2 separate regions of the Mus musculus genome follow, and region 2 is linked to region 1. Evidence: chromatin contacts called from public Hi-C data. All regions are on one chromosome and are shown on one strand. Each heading gives the region's core, a stretch centred on a gene start, on an enhancer-like site or on the middle of the called end of the contact. The rest is flanking DNA. Distances are from core to core; before and after follow the strand shown. Region 1 has its middle 23 kb from the start of Helb. Region 2 overlaps Grip1 (glutamate receptor interacting protein 1).

Region 1 (3,310 bases), core at 452-2,951:
CTCTAAGGCATTTTATCACGGTAATGGGAAAGTAACTAAGACGTAAAGTAGTAAAATATTGTGGCTCCCCATAAAGGGCGCAGACCTTCTGGAAGGAAAGCTCAGCGCCCTCCCACAGGGGAAGGAGATGAAATAACTGAAGGTTAATCTTGTGTGGGCTGGACAGTGATAGCTGGCAAGCCCTCCAGCCATGCTTGTGAGGAACTTTCTAGTAGACACTGAAGTTGAACGAGGACACCATGAAGAGGCGATTCCCCTCATGAATACAGATAGCCATCACGCCGACGGCCATGATTGAACGGAAGTAAAGGAAGGGGAGGGGCAAACTGCTGAGTCTCCTCAGCAACGGGACAGCCAGCCATCTCTCCTGTCTTCAGGTGGAGTATTTCTATTTCTCTGTCCTTCTGAGTCCGGGACCGGTGTCTTACCTGTTCTCAGAGCCCAGACTGAGTTACTCCACTGGCTTGCGAGCGTCTCACTTTACAGATGTCAAATGATGGGGCATCTTAGCTTTCCTAATCATGGAAGCCAGCTACTAAAGGCCTTTCCTCTTATTTATCTATAGATACTCCATTGGTTCCGCTCCTCTGGAGAGCACCGACTAATATGATATTGATTTACCAGCTGAGAGAGAAAAGGACCAGGAAGGGCTGATGAAAGGAGCCGGCTAGAAGTAGAATTTTCAACCAATGACAATGTAGTGATGTTCTGTAGCTAGAGCAGCCAGCCATACATGCTTACTTCTGATTTTCCTTGTACTTACTTGCAAAAATTAATCTGGAAGATATAACTTAAAAAAATAAAAGAAAAGGTAATGCCATCTAGAGGTAGAAGCTAATGAGAATTTGTGTCACGTTTTTCATATATATATGCATATATATATGTGTGTGTGTATATATATATTATATGTGCATGTATATGCATTCCCATCCATAGGTGTATGTACATTGCACATGTATGTGGAGATCAGCGTTCGATACGGGGTGTCTCTCTTGATGCTCTCTGTTTTATTTACTGAGGCAGTTCTTTTGTTGAACACCTATGTCCCTGATTGATGTGCTTGCCCAGAGTCCTCCTGTCTTTGCCTTCCAGTTGGACTACAGAGAGGTCAACCTCATTTCTGAGCATTTTTATGGGTACTTACTAACACTCCAGTCTTCAGGCTTGCAAAAAGGTTTTATCCACTGAGCCACCTCTCCAGGTTCATGTCACCTATTTTAAGAGAACGTGAGCCTCGTCCTCATTCAAAATTGCATAATACAATTACCACCCCTGGAAATTTAAATATGTGGTAGACAAGCACATTTGAGTGCTTAATAAGTTAAAGGGCCGGAGTTGTCTGTTGGGCCATGTGATAGCTGCTCTTGGTTGTCAACTTTGCTACATCAGGAATTAACCAAAACCCAAGCTATTGGGTATACCTGTGAGGGAATTTCTTGACTGGTTCATTCCAGGTGGGAAGACACGCCCCCCTCCGCCCCCTTTAGCCAGGCCACACCTTCTACCGGCAGCCAATGCAAAGAACATGGACCAGGAAGCTCTTGTTCGTTCCCCACTTCCCCACACACTTGCCAGCGCGTTCCTTCCTTCACTGGCACTGGAATTACTTCTGGATTCCAGCCAGAGGCTCCCCTAGGCTAGCAGGGAGAGGCACTGTTAGGAGGCGTGGCATTGTTGGAGGAAGTGTGTCTCTCAATTCACTTCCTGCTACCTTCGGATCAAGATGTACGACTCTGAGCTCCGTCTCCAGCACCATGTCTGCCTGCGTGCCACCGTGCTTCCTCTTTGAGAATAATGGGCCTCTGATCTGTAAGCCAGACCCAATTAGATGCTTTCCTTTATGAGTTGTCATGGTCATGGTGTCTCTTCACAGCAATAAAAACCCTAAGGCATAGTCTATACACATAAATGTTAATCAGTGTTTGATTCATATGATCTAGAGCCAGTGGGGACTACGATGGCTAAAGAAACTCCATTAATGCTAGGCAGCCATCTTGGTACCCATCAGCCATTTGTCTCTGACTTCAGTCCCTGGAAGATAAGTTCCCAGTAACCTGGCCCAGTGATCCCACCCAGTCTTGTCCATGTATAAGCCTTGACTATCTACTTGCTACAATATGGCTAACTGCATTTTTGGCTTCTGTAATTTGCTTATACAGACACCCAATGGTCATTTTGGGGTCTCCTTGATGGAACAGACCAGTTTTTACTTGCTTTCATAGATAGTGAAGGTCTTCTTGTGGTTTTTGCCTTTAAAAGACCTTTTCCCACACCCTCCTTCATGACATGTCTGAGATTCAGCTTTAAGCCTGTCATCCTGCTAGGAGCTAATCAATAGATCCCTTAATTATAATTGAATTGAGTCTGTGGTCTTTTCCCAGGGGTCAGGACATGACATCATGACGTCCAATTGTTTCTGCTCATTCCTGTTCCTCCCTTCTTTTGTACTTTAGGGAAGAATTCTATTTCCTCCATGAACTTGACAGCCGGCTTCTCCTTAAGAACATGGAAGGGATGGCGATACCTTTTCTTCTTCTGCTTCTAAATGAGCCCTAACAGCGATGATAGGGGCATAAAGAGCGGCCAGTTCTTGCTTCCTCCTCCGCAGAAGCATTAGTAGTTGGCACTCAGCAACACAGCAGCCCCCAGCTCTTAGGTCTGCCTATTTCCTGTCATCCTTAAAAGTAGAGAAGTGTCAATAATCTCTGGGTAAATTCATATCCTCATTTCTTCTAGTTCTAGATATTTTACCACTTTAATAATTAATTCCTAATCTTCATTTCCTGTTTGAAATACCAAGTAGGTGTACTATTTCTTTGAAAGGCCAACCACTAATCCAGACAAATGCAAACCCCAATTCAGGCAAAGGGAAACTTAGAATAGGAGGGAATCGAAAGGGACTGTGGGTCCTCGATGAGACCTTTTCCCTGGGAAACAATGAACGGTGCCGTTCAGCTCATTCAAATGATTACTGACGCCCAGATGATAGCGCCGGGATGCGAGGTGGAGAGAAAGATGGGGTAGCGCCAGCAAGTTCTTCTAAAATTCAGCGGTTATTTTTTCATTAGGTAAATGCATTTTAATAGCCTATATAGGCTGTGAGTAAACACATAAATTATTTTCCTGTCTTCCGAGTGCTAGACAAATGCATGATGAAAATGTCAGTGATTGCTCTGCCTCCTGTCTCCACCAAAGCCTTAGCGCTGTCAGCAGGGGATTAATATAAACAGGCATATTGGCTTCGTACCCATGGCCTGCTGCAATCTTATATTTTTCTGAAGGCTATATAAAATAGAAACGGTAAGAGGTC
Region 2 (3,226 bases), core at 407-2,906, 75 kb before region 1:
GTTCTCCTTCCATTGTTTACCCCTTACTTTCTACCTACATTCTCCTCTAGCCCCCCAACCCCCCAGTTTCTTCAGTCCTTTGAGAAAGTCTGAGCTCTACATGGTCCATTATTCATCCACTATGCCTTCATTGCTGTTAGGGTCATTGATGAAGGCAGACTAAACTATACATTGTCCACATTCATATTGAAGGCAGACTCATTAGCTGCTATTCCTGACCCTTAGGGAAAAAACGACATGCAGGCTCACATCCACAGGTGGGAGGAAACCAGGGCTGGAGTGATTCGGTACTCAGGGTGATGGTGTGGTAAACAGTGGTGCTGGATCTACTATGGACTTCTGTTTCTCCAACTTTCTCAAAGCCAAAGCGTACTGAGCTCCTAAACACGGTGCACACTGACTTCCTATCTATGAAGGAATCCAAACTTCCCAGCACAGTGTACACTGGCATTTTTGCTGTTGTTGTTTCTTAAGTACAGCTTGTATTGAACTAATTCCAAGAGTCACTAACAGACCTTAGACAAGTTTGAAGAGAGAAACTTTAGATAGTTGTTTGGGTTATAGGTGCGAGGTGACCGTCACCATGGAGTGCTTGTTAAAATGCAGGGTCTCTGTGTTTTCAGGGACGCTGAGCCAGGGACACGGACACTTTAGCAATATCGTCAGTGGATTCTCTTGAGGTCTAAAGATTGAAAATCATGGGCAGACGTCTTGCTAGTTCTAGATAGTATTCTGTTTTAATGCAATCACAGACACAGAATGGTGGGAGGGGAAGCGAGGCTACACTTCGGGCCCTGGAGCTTCCATGCTTTATCTTTAATATGAGCTCTGTTTTCTGCTGCAGCTTATCACAAACGCTTTCTCTTTGTAGATAAGGGACAAGCAATCTTTGCTGTGTTTCGTTGATAACTGTCCGTTTTTTTTTGTCCCCTTTGGAATCTTAAGCATCCTTTGGTGGCCACTTGATCCATCTCTGCGATGAGTCACCGCTGCACTTCCACACACACCTCCAGGCACCAAAGCCAAATCAAATCAAAAGCTCTTTTGCAAGAGGACAAGTTCCTCGCATTCAGCCCAATTGAACTTTAAAAATGATTTCCTATTGACACTCACTGGTTCCCTGCTGTGCATGACTTCCAACAGAATTAAGTTTAGCATTTAGTTGTATACAGCTATTGATATATGTCTTTTGACAGAAGGATTCTTAAAATAATTTTCCAGGGTTCTCCCCCCCCCCCCCCCCCCCACACACACACACACACACTTAAGGCTGCTGAGGACTCCACCGGAACATTTGAGTCACTCTGAGTCACTCTGGAGACTCAACTATTTTGTTTCTCCTTTCTTTTTTATTTGGGGGGTGGGGGTGGGGGCGGGGTTGGAGACAGGGTTTCTCTGTATCGCCCTGGCTATCCCGGAACTCACTCTGTAGAGCAGGTTGGCCTCAAACTCAGAAAGCTGCCTGCCTCTGCCTCCCCAGTGCTGGGATTAAAGGCGTGCGCCACCACTGCCTGGCAGGAGCATCAGCTTTTTCCTCAGCCAAGCGCGCACGCACGGTGCATTTGCAGGCTGGGAGTTTTGTCAGAGTGGAGCCAGTGCGGTGATGCTGCTCTACTCCTTGGACAGAGTGCTGCGGGGGGCCACCAGATTCTTCTGTAACCCCGCCCCCTGGTTAGGAATGGGCGTGGCCCTAGGAGGAAAAATGAAAGGCAAATACCTCACTCTTTCCCATGCCTCTTTCTTCACTAAATATTTGAGGTCACCGTGGTGGATTACAGGAGTCAGCGGGGCCAGGCACAGACCTCCTGACTGCTGGCTCAGGACTGCCTGCAGCGGAAATCACGGGAAGCTAAAAGCAGCTCCGTTGGTGTGTGAACTCGGCTATCATCTGTAGCCATGCTTTGCTGGGCTCCCTTCTCTTCAGAAGTAGAGAGAGTATGAGTCTGGCTTTTCTCGCTTCCAAAAGAGAGAGCAGGGCCACCTGCTAGCAGAGGAGGGAAACCTCACAAGGCACATTTTCCCAGGTACAGTCGACCTCGTTCAGTCTTACTCCAGCTTTCCTCGGCTGTCCAAGCGTGAGCTAGAGCCAGCAAGGACAGGATGCAAAGCCAGGAAACTGCTCACTCAGAGAAGTGGAGGCTCTTTGCCTGTCACTGTGTCAGCCTGGCAGCCAGCTTATCCCCCGTGGTGCCAAGGGCAAACAACAGTGTGAACACTGTTGGGGGACCATTGGCTAGGGTGACAAGGAACAGACTTTGGGTTGCACATTTCAATTAAACAGTGGCCCCAGAAATCCTCAAAATGCATGTTTTCCATCGCATTCCCATGGATGCGGTTCTATCCTTTTTAAACCTTACCACCACCACAAAACAACAACAACAAAATTTGTGGGAAAAAAAGGCTCATGTTTAAAAGAATGCCTTTTTAGAACAGGGCGTGGCACACGCCTGTAATCCCAGTACTTGGGAGGCAGAGGCAGGAGGATTTCTGAGTTCGAGGCCAGCCTGGTCTACAGAGTGAGTACCAGGACAGCCAGGGCTACACAGAGAAACCCTGTCTCGAAAAACTTATTAAAAAAAAAAAAAGCTTTTTTTTTTTTAAATTTACTTGAGTGACCAAGGATTACAGCAATGACAAAGCTCGTTTAAAGAGCAATCAAGAGGTGTCTTATCAGTCAGTGGCATAAGGAGTCTCAGACGGTATCACTGTCTGTTCTAAAGGGTAACTTGGGAGTCCTCTGCACTTTTGCTAGGCAGAGCCCACTTGGTATTTTGTCATGTTTTGCAAGCTGTCCACCGCTACAGTCGGGGGAAGATATGTCAAGTGGAGGTGACACCCCACATCTCACGTGACCTTCAGTGGTCCTGTGAGACAAGCTTTCGAGACAGTGTGCCTCGTTGCTATTCCTCATGTTCTTTATGAACTTCTGTCATGGATCCGACTCCCCAATGTCCCTGTCTGTCTCTGTGATGATTGGTTTGTAGGTTGTAGAGGTTTACATCATCTCTAGAGTGTCCGTTTAAGATGCTGGGTTCGTTCTCTGAAGGTCAGACTGCCTCACCGGTGTCCCCGTGTTAGGGGAAGAGTGCTCTGTACCTTCCCTCCACACAGTTTGCCGTATCTGTCAGCAGTATTGTGGTCCTTAAAGGCATATCAGTATAGCCCGCAGCTTAGGGTTTTCTCTAGTTAAGATGGGATTTAGTGATCTTTGTCTGAGGCACTGTGC

Evidence for each region. Hi-C and Micro-C count contacts between places; a contact is called where the count stands out from the background.
Region 2: a Hi-C map of hematopoietic stem cells shows a contact between it and region 1, with 4 times the contacts expected there. The contact joins two enhancer-like sites. A contact is called at or near these places in 6 of 15 datasets of contacts at CTCF or cohesin (CD8 T cells, the G1E-ER4 cell line, the NIH/3T3 cell line and 3 more), 130 of 484 Hi-C or Micro-C datasets (the 63-12 cell line, the AtT-20 cell line, B cells and 72 more), 11 of 115 datasets of contacts at active chromatin or transcription factors (the HPC-7 cell line, Th17 cells, astrocytes and 7 more) and 2 of 9 other capture datasets (embryonic stem cells and liver).

Annotation. Positions count from the first base shown.
Region 1 is chr10:120,134,635-120,137,944 of GRCm38.p6, forward strand. No RefSeq gene overlaps it. Among named protein-coding and RNA genes, the nearest start is that of Helb, 23 kb to the left of the region's middle. Within about 2 kb of position 1,702, at least 24 of the 459 cell types and tissues checked have an H3K27ac peak or open chromatin away from gene starts, as enhancers often do.
Region 2 is chr10:120,059,770-120,062,995 of GRCm38.p6, forward strand. The region is part of intron 21 of Grip1 (glutamate receptor interacting protein 1); the gene reads left to right. Among named protein-coding and RNA genes, the nearest start is that of Helb, 52 kb to the right of the region's middle. Within about 2 kb of position 1,657, at least 40 of the 459 cell types and tissues checked have an H3K27ac peak or open chromatin away from gene starts, as enhancers often do.